Regions from separate parts of the Rattus norvegicus genome. Here regions 1, 2 and 3 are each linked to region 4. A link is a contact called in public Hi-C data. All regions are on one chromosome and are shown on one strand. The core of a region is the stretch at or near the end of the contact, and the rest is flanking DNA. Distances in the headings are between cores, read along the strand shown.

The links. Hi-C and Micro-C count contacts between places; a contact is called where the count stands out from the background.
Region 1: a contact with region 4 is called in a Hi-C map of Schwann cells, with 7 times the contacts expected there. The contact joins the promoter of Peli1 here to the promoter of LOC120096689 in region 4. A contact is called at or near these places in 5 of 12 Hi-C or Micro-C datasets (the A7r5 cell line, Schwann cells, frontal cortex and 2 more) and 1 of 1 datasets of contacts at active chromatin or transcription factors (oligodendrocytes).
Region 2: a contact with region 4 is called in a Hi-C map of frontal cortex, with 4 times the contacts expected there. The contact joins the enhancer-like site here to the promoter of LOC120096689 in region 4. A contact is called at or near these places in 12 of 12 Hi-C or Micro-C datasets (the A7r5 cell line, the Rat2 cell line, Schwann cells and 7 more).
Region 3: a Hi-C map of liver shows a contact between it and region 4, with 2.5 times the contacts expected there. The contact joins the enhancer-like site here to the promoter of LOC120096689 in region 4. A contact is called at or near these places in 4 of 12 Hi-C or Micro-C datasets (hepatocytes, kidney and liver) and 1 of 1 datasets of contacts at active chromatin or transcription factors (oligodendrocytes).

What each region holds. Positions count from the first base shown.
Region 1 is chr14:99,453,060-99,457,761 of GRCr8, forward strand. Peli1 (pellino E3 ubiquitin protein ligase 1) reads left to right here and starts at 2,911. Exons shown (of 7, transcript NM_001100565.1): 1 at 2,911-3,120.
Region 2 is chr14:99,533,974-99,538,812 of GRCr8, forward strand. No RefSeq gene overlaps it. Among named protein-coding and RNA genes, the nearest start is that of Vps54, 67 kb to the right of the region's middle. Within about 2 kb of position 3,443, at least 2 of the 93 cell types and tissues checked have an H3K27ac peak or open chromatin away from gene starts, as enhancers often do.
Region 3 is chr14:99,485,320-99,489,727 of GRCr8, forward strand. The region is part of intron 1 of Peli1 (pellino E3 ubiquitin protein ligase 1); the gene reads left to right. Among named protein-coding and RNA genes, the nearest start is that of Peli1, 32 kb to the left of the region's middle. Within about 2 kb of position 1,657, at least 33 of the 93 cell types and tissues checked have an H3K27ac peak or open chromatin away from gene starts, as enhancers often do. A contact at or near this core is called in hepatocytes and liver, where this site is marked.
Region 4 is chr14:99,291,229-99,295,726 of GRCr8, forward strand. LOC120096689 reads right to left here and starts at 2,912. Exons shown (of 4, transcript XR_010057619.1): 1 at 1,226-2,912.

The DNA of each region.
Region 1 (4,702 bases), core at 1,661-4,160, 160 kb after region 4:
TGATGGCCACTCCGCCTGAGACCTCACACGGCTGATGGCGTTCTCCCTCTGAAGCATGGCGAATCTTTTTCTCCTCCTTGAGTTTGCTAGCCTGCCTAGGGGGGAAACTGCAAGCCCAGCCTATTCTGCCCAACTCATTGGCTGCTAGCATCGTTACTGATCGATCGAGAATCAATTGGGGAACAGGACCTTCAGGGTCCACACACAGATTCTCGATCGGAGCATCAGAACAATCCCTACATTTGTAATAAGTCTTAAACAGCACAAAAGCTGGGCAGATGTCTGCCTTCTGTGTTATCAGAATATACTTTCCTATAGATAACCCTGAATTATTACTTAATATTTACTATGTTTCATCTGGGATGCACTTAACTCCCACTAGACAGCCACATTTTTATGGCTCACCTAACCCGTGGTGGCTTCTCCTTCCTCCTCCTGCACACCTCCCACACTCGTGGTTCTTTTTGGACCCCCCAAACCCAAGAAACATAAATGTCACCTATATCTCTTCTTCCCAGCTATTGGCTGTTGGCATCTTTATTTACCGATCTCAAATAAATTGGGAGCAGGGCCACAGGCCTATGTGCAGACTCCAGATCTTGGGGGCCTGCACTTAGCATTACAACAGACAGCAAGACCAAACCTCAACATTATTGTTTTTCCTTTAAATTATCTTTAAAATGGTTTTGATGAAGGGGGATCTTACATATTTATAATCTTTGGCATTCAGCCTGCTAGGCTTAAGAGTGAGTACTGAACCCCACCGACTCGTCTTGAAAGTCTTGGGGTGGTTTTTACATGTGTGTGCATTTAACTCTGGTTAGGGTTGGATTTTTAGAAGTGCAAAAGCTTCTCAAATTTATCTTCTCAAATATATCTTATTTAAAAAATTCATGCTTGAATACTGCTTCCAGAGGGGGGAAAGATGGCATTCTTTTTTTTTTTTTTTTTTTTTTTTTGGTTCTTTTTTTTCCGGAGCTGGGGACCGAACCCAGGGCCTTGCGCTTCCTAGGCAAGCGCTCTACCACTGAGCCAAATTCCCAACCCCAAAAGATGGCATTCTTGAGTGTATTACCCAAGACCTTCATGGGCTTAGCTGTCTCCTTCAGTTCTTGAAGTTTCCTCTTGCCTCTCTCCCCAGTGCCCTTCTGCCACTGTCAGCAAATGTACCCATCAGCCTTTGCGCCCCCATGTTCCCTGCTCTCCTTCAGTTCTTTCTCCCACTTTTGCCAATAAAAGACACAAATGTGAAAGCTGAGAGTCAGCCCACATTCAAATGATCTTTGAAGCATTTCCTGACCCTGCCCAAGTCTGAGGTAGTCTGAATTTTCCTATGACAGCATAGATCACACTGAGTCCGTTTCTTCCTTGGCAGAGAAAGGGGACACTGAGTACAAAGCATGTCTCTCTTATATTTTTACAGCTCTGTTTTTGAGGCCCAGTAAAGTGCCTGGCACCTAGTAAATACCTTTACTTGGTTCTTAGTATTTTAAATATCTACACTAAATATTTTAAATATAGGTGTTTTGCCTGCATATATGTCTATGGGCCAATGAGGCCAGCATCGGTGTTGGATTCTCTAAAGTTACAGGAGGTTGTGAGTGTCCATGCTGGTGCTTGGAGTTGAACCCAGGTCCTTCGGGAGAGTGGCCAGTGCTCTTAACTGCTGAGCACTGCTGAGCCACTCTCCTGCCCCTGTGTACTTGCTTCTTAAATTACTTATTTCTTCAACAAGCAAATAATTATGTGGTCTGTGGGCACCCAGACTTTCAGATCCTAAGATGATTTGAAAATGCTTAGTTTCCCGTCTTGAAATGTATGTCTGACTCCTTGGCATGAATGTTTTGTTTTGATTTTTTCTTCTAGAGTGTCGGGTTCTAGGTTAAGAGAAATTGAGGCAGGTTACCACTAAGCCTTCTGGAGAGCCAGTACTGTATCCTGGCTTTCTCTATGCTTCTCACCATATATGCATACCTGGGTATTTAGCATGGGTGTAGACTTAACTGAGTACCCCAACGACATACCCATACCTTGGTTCTGGTTTCTCATCAAACTAAAATTGGCATCGAACAGTTCTGAACTCTCTCCAATTACGTTTTGAATTTATATTTATGGAACCTGAATGTCTGAAGAATTAGAGATTTTCAGATGAACGAACTGCAGTAGAATGATCCAACAGTGTTATTAACGCTGAACTTGAAGTTAAGTGTAACTAACCAAACAAATTATGGGATTGTTAACGGTCATGCTCCCTGCAGTTGTATAACCTAATTTTTAAAACACTAAAAACAAGTAGATTTTTAGTACCTTGGGTACTAAAGGAGGCAAAAGAAGGGGGTATTTATGATTTGCAGAAGAAATCTGAACAACCAGGGAGCCTGCCCTGTAGAGAGGAAGTGAGATTTCACTGGGCACTTGAAAGTGGTTGGGGGTGGGGTGAAGCAGGAGAGACTGGCTGTGGGCAGGAACCCAATGGCACCAAAGACACAAGACCAGCCTTGTTTAGTCAGCTAGGGTCCTGAACCTTCAGGCTTAGTGAATGGGTGACTATGGAAACAGTCCCCGCCCCAACCTCGTTGCGCATGCTCAACGCAGAGCCAGCGGTAGGCTCCTCCACAACAGATGCTTCCCCCCATCAGAGAACTACAGTTTCCAAGAGCCCTCTCGGCACCACCTACCGATGTGGCCCTGCCCCTTACCCTTATGCCCCGCCCTCCTGCTAGTCCCGGTCCCTCCTTCCCAGTGTGTGTCAGTGACCCAAAGGCGGTTCGAGGTGGAGGGACGGTCGGGGGCGCCGCCGCCGCCTTCTCCAGCGCCAGCAGCAGCAGCAGCGGCAGCAGCGGCGGCAGCGACAACAGCAGCAGCAGCAGCGGCCGTGAGGCGCCACTGGATTTGCCTGCAGCCCGGGGAGCTCACTACAAAGCGGGCCCGAGCCTCTCTCTCGTCCGCGCTCATCCGCGCTCGGCTCCGCGTTCCACTCGGCCTCGCGGGGCTCGGCAGCTGGCGGGAAGGCTGCAGGCTCCGCCGGTACCTACGTTCAACCGGTGCTTGCGCCGCCCCCGCGTCCCGGGTGTCCGCGCGGCGGGCCGAGCTGGCGTTCCGGCCCCCAGCAGTCGTCCGGTGAGTGCGGCGCGGGCGGGGAACGGGGGCGCCAGGGACGACGGCGCGGAACTTCCTCCGAGCCTATGCCGGTGGCGACGCGCGCGCCCGCCCTCCCGCCCGCGGGGAGGCGGCGGGGAGCAGAGTTTGCGGCGCCGCATCCCGCGAGGTGGGAGGAAGCGCCTTTGTGAGGAGCTGCCCGGAACGCCCTCCCCCACGGCTGGAGCGGGCGCGCGGCGGAGGGGAGCCCCAGCCCGGAGGCCCGGTTCTCGCTCCCGCGGCCCGGCTGCAGGCCGGCGGAGTGGAAGGGGGAACAAAGGGGCGGTGGGCTTTTCTTTTGTTTGTGTGAATCTGATAACTTCTCTGCTCCCTTACATAACGCAGACTTCCAAGTTAGTCATTCTTTTTATTGTTCTGATTATTGTCATCATCTCTGCGTGCCTCTACGTTTCCTTTCATCTTAGGATCTCAGAGCATTTTAAAAACACTAATTAATTTCACCTCCCGGCCCTTGCCAAGCCCGTTTCCGTAAGTGGGTAAACTGAGGTCTGGAAAGCTCTCAAATTGATGGATACGCTCGATGTACCGCGCCTGGTGTCTGAGGCTCCGAAAGCGTTTATGAGTAATAAGTCATCCTCCAAATGCCCTGTGGAAAAGTTGAAGATGCTCATTTTCCTTACAGGTTAAGTGAAGTCTGGAAGAAGTCTAGGTAATTGTTAGGTAGTTGAAACAATAATTCTTTTTAAATAGTGTTTGAATCTTAAAACCTCAGAGGACTTTCTGAAAAAATGTTCCGAGTGGTGAAGATACTGTAAGTCATAAACTCACTTCGCCATTTTTTATGTTTATATGTGCAAGTCTCTTACGAAGTCAGACAGCAACGATGAGGGCTGGGGGTAGTTTTTACTTAACCTACATTTAACATGTTTAATCACTCCACACAATAGTGCGCGGTGGTTTGAGCCTCAGCACTCTTCCCATCAACAAATATTGAGCATCTCATCCCCGGGACGCTTCATTTAAACCAAGAATTGAAGCTTTTGTGTATCAAAGATTGTTTTGATTCAATGGCTCTTTACTTTCTAGTAGTAGAATGTTACTTTGTCTTCGTAGCTGGTGATCTTTTGCATCAGGTAGGACGATGTTTTTTCTCCACATTCACCGACTTTGCCTAGTAGTGTGAATTTGAAGTTTTTGAATTGTGTAAAGGGTACAGTTCCTCAGTTTATTCTGTTTCGGCTTATGATAACAACATATTTTCTCAGAGTACTCAAATACTTGAAACATTCTCCTCATTGTCTAAATACAGCATATAAATTTTTTTGGGGTTTTTTTTCCTCCCCGCACCCCTACAGTTAACATCTGTAGTAAATACTCTGAGGGCAATTAATCTCAGTACTTTTAAACACCAAATGGAAGGTGTGAAAAGTTTAAATCAAGTGTTACTTCCTCAAGTTCTTCCCTAAGTTGTGTGAGCTTTAGACGTGTTATAGCATTATTTTCATTTACACACTTAATTTTGTAATGCCCCCAGATTTTAAATGTAGTAGGTGTGTCAGAAAACGAAAGTGAGACTTCAGGTATTTTCTCCTCTGTTCCCCAA
Region 2 (4,839 bases), core at 2,193-4,692, 240 kb after region 4:
AGAATATCTTACTTTCGGGGTTGGGGATTTAGCTCAGTGGTAGAGCGCTTGCCTAGGAAGCGCAAGGCCCTGGGTTCGGTCCCCAGCTCCAAAAAAAAAAAGAACCAAAAAAAAAAAAAAAAAAAAAAGAATATCTTACTTTCGAATTTTTACCCCTATTGACTTGCTTCTCCAAAGGTGAGCTGGGAAACCAAGTTACCCTACGCAGTGCAAACAGCCGTTGGCTTGGAGGCAGGGAGCAGCTCCCAGTCTGGCTTGGAGGAGATGCTGTCACTCTCCAATGTTGGTAGAAAGTCTTCAGCGGGAAACATTGTGTATGTAGGAAAAGCTAAGAGTTGGGCCTACCTTAGGGAAAGAGTAAATTCTCTCAGATCAAGCAAGCAGGGCTTTCTTGCTACTATATCCCAGAACAATGTAAGTTTGTTCCTGGAAACCAAGTAACCGTGGATGTATCATGAAAAACCTTCTCCGCCTCCTTCTTGATGGTTCCATGCAAACACACAATGAGCGGTGGCAATAGATCTGCGTGCCTCGCCTGTGGCAGAAGGCTTTGCAGTGTCTTCGAAGCTACTGTGATGCAGGCTGCTGTAAGAGACATTTTCGAGCTGTAAGAGAGTTAGCAACGCCTCCTGGTCTTCAACCCTAGGCCTTTGCTGTTCAGTAGAATTTTCTGTGACAGAAATGGTCCTCTGTGTTGTATGACAGATACACGTAGCCACTGAGCTTTTGAAATGCAGCCGGTATAACTGAGGAACTGAGGTTTTAGTTTTAATTTTTTTTTTTAAATTCATACTGATTTCACTAATCTGCACCAGTCCCCAGCTCTGTCCTGTTTCTCTCTAATCACCACACTTCCCTAAGACACAGTGAATTCATCTAGAGGGACTACAGAGACGTCCATAGGGACATTCGCCTCTGTGTCTCCTCACTCGCTGTGTTTCAGACATCATCTCTTTGTACACAGCATTTCTTTCTTTCAGTGAGGTATATGTGTGCCGGTCTGCATGGGGGTATATGCATGAGTGCACTTGCTGTGGAAGCCAGAAGAGGGCGGAGGGACCCTGGAATCTCAGATAGTTGTGAGCCACCTGCCGCAGCTGGTGAGAACCAAATTATTTTTTTTTAATTGGATATTTCTTATTTACATTTCAAATGTTATTCCCTTTCCCGGTTTCCTGTCCATAAACCCCCTAACCCCTCCCCCTCCCCTTCTATAAGGTGTTCTCCTCCCCATCCATCCCCTCTTACCGCCTCCCGCCTACAATCTCCTACACGGGGGTCCAACCTTGGTGGGACCAAGGGCTTCTCCTTCCTTTGGTGCCCCAACAAGGCTATCCTCTGCTACATATGTAGCTGGAGTCATGGGTCAGTCCATGTGTAGTCTTCGGATAGTGGTTTAGTCCCTAGGAGCTCTGGTTGGTTGGCATTGTTGTTCTTATGGGGTTGCAAGCCCCTTCAGCTCTTTCAATCCTTTCTCTAATTCCTCCACTGGGGTTCCTTTTCTCAGATCAATGGTTTGCTGCTAGCATCTGCCTCTGTATTTGACATGCTCTGTCTCTGTCTCTCAGGAGACATATATATCCGGTTCCTATCAGCATGCACTCCTTAGCTTCATCCATCTTATCTAGTTTGGTGGCTGTATATATATGGGCCACATGTGGGGCAGGCTCTGAATGGCTGTTCCTTCAGTCTCTGCTCCTAACTTTGCCTCCTATGTTCCCCCTTTTAAGAAGGAGTGAGGCATCTGCACTTTGGTCATCCTTCTTCTTGAGTTTCATGTGGTCCATGGATTGCAACTTGGGTAATTTAAGCTTTTAGGCTAACATTCACTTATCAATGAGTGCATATCATGTGTGTTCTTTTGTGATTGGGTTACCTCACTCAGGATGATATTTTCCAGTTCCCTCCATTTGCCTATGAATTTCATGAAGTCATTGTTTTTGATAGCTGAGTAATATTCCATTGTGTAGATGTACCACATTTTCTGTATCCATTCCTCTGTTGAAGGGCATCTGAGTTCTTTCCAGCTTCTGGCTATTATAAATAAGGCTGCTATGAACATAGTGGAGCATGTGTCTTTTTTATATGTTGGGGCATCTTTTGGGTATATGCCCAAGAGAGGTATAGCTGGATCCTCAGGTAGTGCAAAGCCCAACTTTCTGAGGAACCTCCAGACTGATTTCCAGAGTGGTTGTACCAGTGTGCAATCCCACCAACAATGGAGGAGTAGAGAACCAAATATGCACTCTGAAATGCTAAGCCATATCTCTCCAGCCCTATAGTACTTTTTGGTAAATAGAAGATTCATTACTTTTCTTATTGTTGTAACAAAATTCATGAGGCAAGCAACTTAAGGGAGGGAGGGTTTGTTTGTATTCCATCAGAGCATAGAAGTCCTGCGGCCGCTTGTCACATTGTATCCATGGTTGGTAAGGGAGAGAATTGCTGGTACTCAGCTTGCTTTCGCTGCTTTTGCCTTTCTAGCTTGGATCCAAACCCACCAAATGGCACATAATGATTGGCTGGCCTTCCCACTTAGGTTAACCTTAACTAGAAAGTCCTTCACAGATATGCCGAAGTTTATCTCCTAGGTGATTCAAGATCCCGTGAGGTTGACAATAGTAACCATCGCTAAAGGTAATCCTGTAAGAAAGCAGGGCAGACAGGTAGGCTTCCGGCATTAAGATTCTCCACCAAGTCTGACTTTTTACTAAGAACTTTGCAAATCTGCGTCCAAATAACCCACTGTACTCTGTAATTTAGCAGATTAGCTCTCACGGCTGTTCACAGGTCTGGAATGGAAAAGGGGTATTTCTGCTATCAGATGCATTTCCAGTACACAGCCGATGACTTACGTTCCAAGTCTCTGGGGCAGCTCTGTGTGGTCCTATGTCCTGTTCAGAGCCCCTTTCTCAACCTCATGCTCACACCTGTGCCCTGACTTGGCCAAACTCTCTTGGGCCATCCAACTAACTCCTTAGAGACAGTGTCTCTGGGGCCATCTCTGGAAGATGCCCACATATCACCATGCCAGGGTTCAGGCTCCTGTTCCCCTCCCTTCTGTAATAAATCCATCGTTTCGAGTCCTGATGCTTGTATCAGAGGAAAACAAACGCAAAACTGAACTGTTGAAGCCAAAGCCAGCTGTGCACTGGCTCTCTCCCTCTCCCAGGGAAAGGCTGCCACCTGCTGTAACACATTAGCATTAGGGCTTTCTCAACCAGGTCGTCGCACACTCATTTCCTACATTCAAAATTAATGTGCATACAACCTCACTGCCTGCCGTTCCCCGGGCCGGGCTTGGAAGCAGGAATGAAAACTATGAGCACCGGGGAAAGTCACCCACATGAAGGGCACCCGAGAGGAACTGTCATCTCCAGAATGAAGGGTGCCCCTCATCACTCAGCTGTAGCAGCAGCTCACATTAGCTTGTTGTAATCATAGGCAGTGCTGACTGGCTTTCTGCTGCCTCAGCCTTTCGAGCTCTGTGCCCTTACTCTCCGCAGCCCTAGCAAGGTTCTGACAGACGAGAAGACTGAAGGAGAATAAAGGTTGAGAACTTGAGGGACGGCATCTCTAAGCCGGATCCTGACTCCCTGTACCAGACTCAGAAATCCAGCACCATGACTGGAATCCAGAAATGTGACTATTTTGTCACACTAATACTTTGTTTGTGGCCAGCCTTCTTGGTGCAGTCAGTGTGCCCAAAAGAAGCAAGTTTGCATGAGGAAAATCAAAGTGAAAGAACTGGGGGCATGACACCCCCAAATTTGCTGCTTGGATGTGCTGATCTCAGATTGGAATCCAAAAATCAGCAAATACAGGGAAAGGCTCTTTCTGAGTTTCCTTCTCTGCCCCAAGAATAAGTTTTGTAAAAGGAACTCAAGGGTAGTAGGTCCCTCCTCATCTGTTGGAAGGGTCTCCCCATCTCTCCCAGATCGCTAACTCTCTGCTAACTTGTCCATCTTCCTCCTGTAGATGGAACATCACCTCTCTCGTCTCCTTTCATTGGCTGACGGCTGGTTCTTTCTTCTGCTCTGACAGCCGCAGCATACGTGCACTTCAGTGGCTTTTCTCCTGCTACTCCACTTCCGGTCAGATAGTTCCCAGATGTAGCTATTTCCAGAAAAGAAACTTACCAGGTTTCCTCCAGAGGCTGCCAGATACTGTGTGGGTATTTGACGAAAGTGCCATCCATGCCGTTACCCCAAAGTCAGAAAGAGTAAAACCAGGCGGCAAGACATTTTTTTAAAAATCTTGGAACACAGAGAAAGGTCTCTCTCACACAAAGGCCGAATGGGGTGATGGCGCCCACTAGCCCAGTCTCCAGAGTCCCATCGTCTCCTCTCCTCCACTTTCCACCTCCATCCTGGGCTAGTTACCCTGGCCTCCTCCAGCCTCTATCTTCTTCATTTACCAGCAGTTCTAGGAACTTGACAAACTAGGGAACTACTTAGTGATGATTTCAGTGCTGGGTAGACTTAAATATGGGTGAACTTGTGTTTACAACTAAATACCGAACTTCAAGAAAATTTTACAATTAAAAAAAAAAAAAGGAGCTAATACAAATGGGTTCTGAACAAAAATAGCCTTAAAAAGAAAGCCTTGGAGCAGGGGAGAAGTCCTCTGAATCCAAATGGTCAGCCCTGAAACATGCATACAAGTAACACGCAGACTGAGCAGGCTATACTTAGGAATATGTAGCTGGGTGGATGGTTCAAGCCTTTAGTCTCAGCACTTGGGAGGCAGAGGCAGTTGGATTGCTGTGAGTTCAAGACCAACCTGATCTACATAGCAAGTTGCAGGACCACCAGAGCGACATAGTGAGACCCTGTCTCA
Region 3 (4,408 bases), core at 407-2,906, 190 kb after region 4:
TGCTGCCAGCAGAAGGACCAGAAACAATGGTGGGAAGGTCCCCTGGAGGGAGTTTGAGATGTGCTGACAGTTACAGAATGCTGGGGGGAATGGATATAAACTTGCCAGCTCTCAGGGCGCTCATTTTTGCCAAGGCACTAGTGATTGTGACAGTATTGTCTTAAATATTACAAACATGCTGTGAATCAGAGCTGTTGACCTGTGGGTGCATTGTGAGAGAAGGCTTCGCAGACAAATTTAGGGCCAGCAAAATTATTTTTATGACTTCAAAAACTATTTCTAGGCAAGACTTTTGATTCTAATTAAGATCAATATGAGCACTTACTGACTTTGGAATTGTGTCACTAGTAATGGTACTATTCAATATAGCATAATTTAATTAAATCTTAGATCGTCAAATCAGAGAGCATTTCCATACTAACTCCTAACCATGACTACCAGTATCAATGTGAGGGCAGGCACTTTACTAGGGCCGGACACTTGAGTACCACTAAGAACTTTATTATTCTTCTTTGATGTGTGTAGGGGTTTTTGTTTTGTTTTGTTTTCTGGATATAGACTTGTACCCCATGCATGCCTGGTGCCCCAAGAGGCCAGAAGAGGGCATCAGATCCCCTAGCAGTTTACAGTTATAAACCCAGGTCCTCTGGAAGAACAGCCAGCACTCTCAGCCTCTGAGCCATCTCTAGCCCTGACTGGAGAGCTCAGTAAGAGCTCATCAGTATGTAGGTTCACATGGAACTTCAGTTTAATGTAAAGAACTTGCTTGTGCAGCTTGGTGAGCAAGTAGAAATCAGCATTTTTCTCAATTAAATTTTACCCAATTAAAAAAAAAACAAACATAATTAATCATGTTTGGCTATACAGAGAAGTAGATAGACTTGCTCGGTATAGTCCTATTCCTGGTAGATAAAGGGCTTTTCTAGAAGGGGAATGGAGAAGGAATTTGCAAGTGGGGTGGGTGGTCCGAGATCAACAAAACGTCTTACATAGGATGCCTTCAGGAGGGAGTATAGAAAGCTCAGTAGACTTGTGTCTAGGTAGTGCTGTGATTTCTCCATGATCACAGACAAATCTGATTTGTTTGTCTGTTTCGTCTGTCTATTCTTGCTTTCCCGAAAGTGGAACCTTCTAGGCAAGCATCCCACCTACGGAACTGCTCCTTAGCACTAGCTTATTTTAAAATACAAAGCTAGAAATTTATACCTGATTTTATGCCCTAGATAATGTAGTATTTTGTGACCAGATCAGAAGGAAAAAATAAATTCATTTCATAGTACTAAATAGATAGTTTGCACATGTGAATTTTATTGATTTTAGTTTCTCATGGAGTGTTTAACTGATTATTATACTGCATCTGTTTTTTATAAAAGCAGGCTGTTTTAGTTACTATCATGAGCCAATAGTTCACCATCTTAATTATATTTTCAGCATTTACAGAGCAGGTACATAGTTAATCTGAATGGCTTTTTAAGAAGTAGGATATTTTTCTTTTGAAGTGCTTTATTCTATAATTTGCTGCTAAGCCTGTGTTAAAAAATTATTCTCTGCTTCCTCTTACTTCCGTTTCTTCCCTTTTGGGCCACATACAAGAAATGAGTTCTTGCTTCAACCAATAGAAGCTCGACTCCCATAGTGTTTACCTACTTTGCGTAACGCAGGCCCGCCTACACACATTCTGAGGTGTTTCAGTGAAAGAACACTGAACAGACGCTCAGCACAGCGTTGGTTCCCAGAGCAATCGGCAGTCTGACGAGAAGGAGGTTTAGCTCGTGGTGATAGCAACAAAATTAAAAGGTGGGTGCTCTGGGGCTTGATTTTAAGGTTCATGCTGAGCTTGGGGCAGAGGTAAACTTGCGAAAGGAAGCGAGCTGAAGCAGACTGCTTTTAATTGTCGTTTTTCATCCTTAACTCCAGAATTGTGTTGTGTGTGATTAAATTTCCTCCATCTTAGGACAAAGGCTGGGTAAATCTCAAGTCCAAAGTTTCTGTGTTCTTAGAATTTAACTATTAACCTCCTATCAGCAGTGAGAAAAGCCAGAGAAATATGCTAACTACAGGTGTTATGGCTGCCGATCTCACACCAGCCGGAAATGGAAGCGTGCTCTCATTTTTGGCGTTTGAAGACCAGCCCACAGCACTCAGCTTGTGTATGTCGTAGGACCTAATGTTATCAATCTGTTTTCCTTCCAAGCTTGAGAAATGTGTTGTTCTCTGAAGAAATGTATTTAGTAGTTCAGCAGTGTGCTGCTTTAGGGAGGCTTAAGGAGTGTTTCCACCTGGGTATCCTAATTGTTCTGATGGTTATGGTAAAGAGATTGAATAGTGTTATATCTAATCAATTATTAACTGCAGGGAATCTTTCCACCAAAAAGTAACAGGCATTGTTTCTCAGAAGGGTTCTGTTTTCACCAAAAGAAAAAATATATCTGAAAAAAAATTGTTTTTGTGGTAAATTCTAAAGAAACTATGTCTGATCTAGATAGTGGCATATATGATCATTTCCCCCAGTTTTCTAGTCTGTGAGGAAGTAATTTCTTGTACATTAAAAAGATAGGTAAGACAAATTGGAAAATTGATCATAATTTAGATGTTTGGGATATTTGTAATGTGATAATGTAACAGTAAGCAGATGGGGAACAGCCCAGACATACGCATGTATATGAAGGGGGTTTGGTTCTAAAAACAGAACGTTCTTGACTTTCACACACATTGTCTCTAAACCACTGTTACAAAGTTCTGGAGAACACAGTATGATTTGGTCAGAGAAAGATCACCTGTGAGCCTTCAGAACTTTGCAAGGACAAAGAAGGAAGTGAAACTACAGGATTAAACTGCCATCATTTGCTGAGAGTAGCAGTAATTGTCATTTTTTAGTAATAGCTTCTCTTTATGGAAAGCTACCTTCTCTGAAAAAAAGTTACTTCACTCATAGTTAGAAATTCAACTAAAATTTTCTTCTTATTCTTTTTTAAATGAAGTTTATTAAAACATTTTGAAAAGAAAATACCTAAAAATTAACTTCTATAAGAGTAGTAAAAGTATGTCCAAACTCATCTGATTTTTCTCTTTAAAAGATAATACATAAAAATAAAATTTCATATATATGAAACATTTGATGTTAAAATGAACTGTAGTAGATTTTGAGATTTTTAAGATTATATCTTAGCTGTTAGCACTGATGGGATAGATATTAGCCTAGTTACCAAGAAACACAGTTAAATCAGAGAAATGCGTAGGTCTTAAGTGATGGGGCAACACCATCATAACAACAAAGCATTTATTAATCTCTACTTGTATTCTTAATTAAATACTTAGTAGGTATTTAATAAGTACTTGGGTTTAGAACATTTACTTTTCATAGACTACATTTTGATCATGTTTTTCCTTTCACCCAACCCCTCCCGTATCCCTCCTACCTACCTCCTTACTCATCCAACTTTATGTGTGTGCATTCTCTTAAAATAAATAAATACCATAAAACAAAAAGCCAAACCCTCCACAGAGTTTATTGACCAAGCGCTCCTGCTGGGGGTCTGCCCTGGAGTATATGGATCTACCCAGTGACACTCTGTTGGGGAAACACGTTCCCTTTGCCAGCAGGTATCAGCTGCAGATAGCTTCTTGGTTAGGGTTGGGTCTCCATGTCTACTTTGCCCCCTCGCTGCTGGGGTCCTGTCTGGCTTGAACCTATACAGATGTTGTGTGTGCCACCAGTCTCTGTGAATCCATTTTTCATCAGCCCCATTGTGTCTGGAAAACAGTTTCCGTGAAATCATGCATGGCTTTGGCTCTTGCAGTCTTCCTGCCCCCTTTGCATAGGGCGTCGAGGGGAGGGTTTAATAAAGACATCCCGCTTAGGTCCAAGAGCCCCAGAGTCTCTCGCTCTGCACATTGTCTCATTATAGGTGTCATCAGCAAGGTTGAAACTACTAATTGGACACTAGTTCAGTTTCTCTGATCAATGACATAAGACAGTGTTGTCTTAGGGCCTTGCCATCAGGTGAGAGAGACCAACTAATAACAATGGCCATAGCTGTGATTGGCCAGTGATTCAACACCGTGTGACCCGCTCCTGGCAGGAGGTCTGTCCAGAGCACTGTCCTCTCTGTTGCTTGTTCTCTACTTAGATTACTTCCATACACGTATATATTTAGGGAGCGTCTGTAGCATGATTTCTCAAAAGACTGAGTGTTGTTATCCCTCCACATTCCCTCCTTTCCCTGCTCTGCCACCCCTCCCTATTTAGTACTCGTATTCTCCGTCTTCCCCCTTTTCTCACCATAATACTATATACTGTTTCCCTTCCTTGGAAGATCCTCTCCTCCATCTGACCCCATACTAGATACCTAGTTGCTGTGCTTATTTGGGTTGGAGCGTACATACCTAAAACTTAAAGGCTAAAATC
Region 4 (4,498 bases), core at 1,662-4,161:
AAAACTGCCATAGAGCACACGTGCACACGTTCTGGTGGCCATCTTGAATGTGTTGGGTAAGGTTCTTTTTTTTTGTTTTGTTTTGTTTTTCTTTTCTTTTTTTCGGAGGTGGGGACCGAACCCAGGGCCTTGCGCTTGCTAGGCAAGCGCTCTACCGCTGAGCTAAATCCCCAACCCCTGAACAGCTTCGTTTTAAAGAGACATAAGACCCAGCAGTGACCAGGAGGCCCGAGGGGGGGGGGGTCAATCGCTTTATCTGTTCACTGATTGTGCTGTCCGCCTGCCTGCAGGTCTGGGGAGTGCTCACGATGAAGGCAGGATATTGCTTTGGAACCCATCTGCCCCAGAACTGAGCTCTCAAGGTCGGGAGCTTAAAACGGGGGTTTCTCTTCTAAAAGGTGCTAGGAATTGAACTGAGGACAATGGGGTCCTGTATTCCCCTAGACAGGCAAGGCCTAGATTGTGCTGGCAGCTCTGACCCAGTGGGAACAGAAGACTTAGCTGTTCTCACAGAGAGATTTGCCTTTTTCTTTTCTTTTTTCCTGTGCCTCCTAAGGAAGAAAGTTTTTCTCCCTGACCCTCAGGGTATGGCAGAAGTTGCAAAGGAATATATTTATAGCTGGTAACAAACTTGGGGTGTCAGCATCAGGTCTGGGAACCTCCTTCCACCACCCCATCAGAAAGGGGGTGGGGAGCAGCAACAAAGGTACAAGAGGGGTGCCTTGAGCTGAGACAGCGTGATGGGCAAGGTTTTATATCAACTTGACACAAATTAGAGTCATCCGAGAGAAGAGAACTCAGTTGAGAAATGCCTCCATAAGATCAGGTTATAGTAAGCCTGTATGTAGGGCATGTTCTTAATTAGTGATTGGTGGAAGAGGACCCAGCCCATTGTGAGTGGGGCCATCCCTGAGCTGGTGGTCCTGGGTTTTATAAGAAAGGGCTGAGCAAGCCATGAAGATCCAAGTCAGTAAGCAGCACTCCTCTGTGACCTCTGCACCACCTTCTGTCTCCAGATTCCTGACCTGTTTGAGTCCTGACTTCCTCTGTAATATGAACAGAAATGTGGAAGGATGAACCAAATAAACCCTTTCCTCCCCCAGCTGCTTTGAGCATGGTGTCTTATCACAGCAATATCAAGCCTACCTGGGACAGATAGGAAGTCGCTTTATGTTTGTGGAATGCATTGAAATAGCCCCAAGTCTCTAGCAAGGATAGGACTTACCTCGCAGGAAAAGAAACGGTGTTTGACGGGCTGGAAACCGCGAGGGTCTGGCGCCACCTAGTGTCTTCCTGGATCTTGTGGCTCATAGGACGCTCCTTTTTTTCTATGGAAACTGGCTCTAGCCTCCAAGGGGACTGAAATGAAGGAGACAGTTTTTCTGCAAGGGGCTGTTCTGCCCACGATGAGAGACAAGAGTTTGGTGGGAGACGCTGAAAAGCCACCCTCCTAATGTGTCCCAGACAAGATTGTTTTGGAGGGGAAGGAAGTAGGAGTGACTCATATGTAATATTTAGAGTCCAAGTCTCAAAAGATTGGCTCACACTAGGGGAAAAAAAATACTTGGCGCTATTTTATGGCTCCTGTACTCTTCATTTTCAACCCAGTTTTTAGAGCTCTCAGAACCAGTACAAGGGCTCTTTACAGATTCCTTCAATCTGCTGTTTCGGAACCAGCCAAATCTTGGTTGTCAGCCTCGCTTTTGTGCTGGCTCAGCACCTGACTACCCTCTAACTTTAACTTTCTACTAGTTACAGCCACTATTTGCTATTGCTCTCATTAAATTATTATCATTCAGAGAAACAACTAGAAGGGCTATTAGTACCCCCTATCCCGTTCCACACACAAGAAAAAACGGTGCTGGTGGAGAGAGGAGGCATGGGACTGCCCACTTCGCAACACGCACGCACGCACGCACGCACGCACGCACGCACGCACGCACCTGCAAGCGCACCTTTCCAAGGGGATCCCTGACCCATGCCTGCTCTAAGAGTCATTTACTTTTATTCTCTGAGTGTTTGCCTGCACAGACGTATGTGCACAGGTGCATGACTAGTGCCTCCAGTCAGAAAGGGGTGTTGGATCTTCCGGAAGGATGTGATGGGATTGGAGTTGCAGACCTTTGTGACCCACCATGTGGGTGCTGGGAACTCCTCTGTTAGAGCAGCAAGGGCTCTTAACTGCTGAACCACCTCTCCAGTCCCTGCAGGTTTTTGAAGAGACAAATATCTTTTACTTCCTGCCCTGGGCCATTCACTGTGACCCCCAAATAAGGGGTCTTGCTGTAAGCCTCTGCTGTACTCAAATGTCCTGCACCAGCCCTCAACACGGACACTTCCTGAGGCTGCCCTTCTCCGTGCTCGCAAACCACTCCAGTGGGCTATCCAGAGCACAGAGCGAATCCGCAGCGTCAGGAGCGTGAGTTTGTCTTTGTCTCCTGCTCTTTGGCTCTATGCAATGGGAAACTAGGAAAATAACCTGCCCACTCCTGCCTTCTGTTCCCTTCCCTCCCGACCCCCTCCACCATGCTCTGTCAAACAGACACACCTCCAGAGGAAGGTTCTGGAAGGCTGCTCTGGAACCTTACTTAAGCATTCAGAGTCTGAAATAAGGTTTTCATGGGGTACCACGCAGCAGCAAGACCCAACCCTGACAGGAGCCACAGGGAGTGGTCTGGAGATGTTGTGTAGGGGCAGGACCTGGACCTCAGTCCATCTGTTCCTCTCCAATTCTGTGACTTGTGACAGACTACTTAATGCCTCTCAGCTGCACCATGAAGCCCTCCTTTACCTGCTGCTAACATCAGTCGCTCTCTTCCCATCCTTACTTTTGCTTTCTTTGGTTTTAGGTTACCCATGGTCAACTAGGATTTGAGACTAGTGTTATTTTTTTTTTAATACTTTAACCTCTTTCCTGTCTTCCTTCCTGCTCCTTCCACTTTCAAAGTGACACACGCTAGTTATTGTTACACATATGTATATTTGCTTATAAGTGCACAGACATAGAAATGCACCCTTCCAAGTCTGTTTTGTTGCTGTTGCTGCTGTTCTGTGTGTATGGTTTCAGGGCTGACTACTTTGTATTGTTCAAACAACTAGGGGGCTCTTTCCTGGGAGAAGCTGTCTCTCTCTCCTCTCTCTCTCTCTCATCTTCGGTTGCCTGGAGTTCTTCGTTCAAGAGTCTAGTGTGAGATTTCCCCCTTCCGTGTTAGCATGTCTACTGATATTGCCATCCTGGACATAAAAGTACTGAGTGAAAATTTTCAGAAATAATCAATTCTCATACTTTAAATAACCATTATTGCAACATATTGTTAGAGTTGTCCTATTTTATTATGAGCTGTTATTGATTGGCTATTCTACCTAATGTCTACAATGTCTATAAAGGAAAATGTATTCACATAAGGGCACTGCTTGCTATTTCACTGTCTCGGAACATATCCTCCTCAGGTAAGAACCACTGCAGGGGAATGCATGTCTATGGAGCCTTGCAGGGTGTGAGGTGCATGAAGGTGTGGGAAAGGAGTGGTGTGAGTGTTGCAGAGCTCAGGGGGCACCCACTGTGGCCTTCTCAAACTCCTTCCCTCCCCACAAAGAAGTCTGTCTCCTTCAAAATGGATTTCCAAGACATAACACACACACCACAAACCTGACCTACACACACACACATACATACATACACACACATACACACACACACCCACAGACCACACACACACCACAAACCCGACCTACATACATGTACATATACACACATACATACACACACACATACACACACAAACCACAAACCCAACCTACAATACAGCCCCACAGACCACACACACACACACACACACACACACACACCAAACCCAACCTACAATACAGCCCCACAGACCACACACACACCACAAACCCGACCTGCACACACACACACACACACACACACACCACAAACCTGACCTACACACACACACATACACACACACATACACACACACACACACACACACACACACACACACACACACTCGCCAGTGTTTCCCACCCCTAAAAAGTAATCAGGGCTGCTTATTTATTTTTTAGAGTTAACCTGGAAGACAGCTTTTCCAATAAGAGCGTGGTGGCTGGCCGGCCGGGACTGCACGCACGTCCCTTAGCGGAAGCAGGAAGGGCAAAACAGGAAGCTCTAGTCAGCATCCGTGATTTGCAGGAGGAAGGGCCCCAGAGGCTATTCCTGTGTGGCTGGAAGGACACAGAGGGGAATTGTCTGTGATCGTGCAGCAAGCTAATGCAGCCACAGACAGCAGTGCACCCAGCCTCACAAGAAGTATGGCACACAGATACAGCTTGGCATCCCCTCTCCCAATGCGCCCACTTTGAAAGTCTCTTGATTCTTCACAGGCTTTTGCTAATTTAAGACGCCTCCATGGCTTGGCAAATGTTGAGCTTCTCCACTAGAGAGGAACTAGCTTGGAGAGGCTCCAGGGGAACAAAGGCCTCATTAGGATCAATC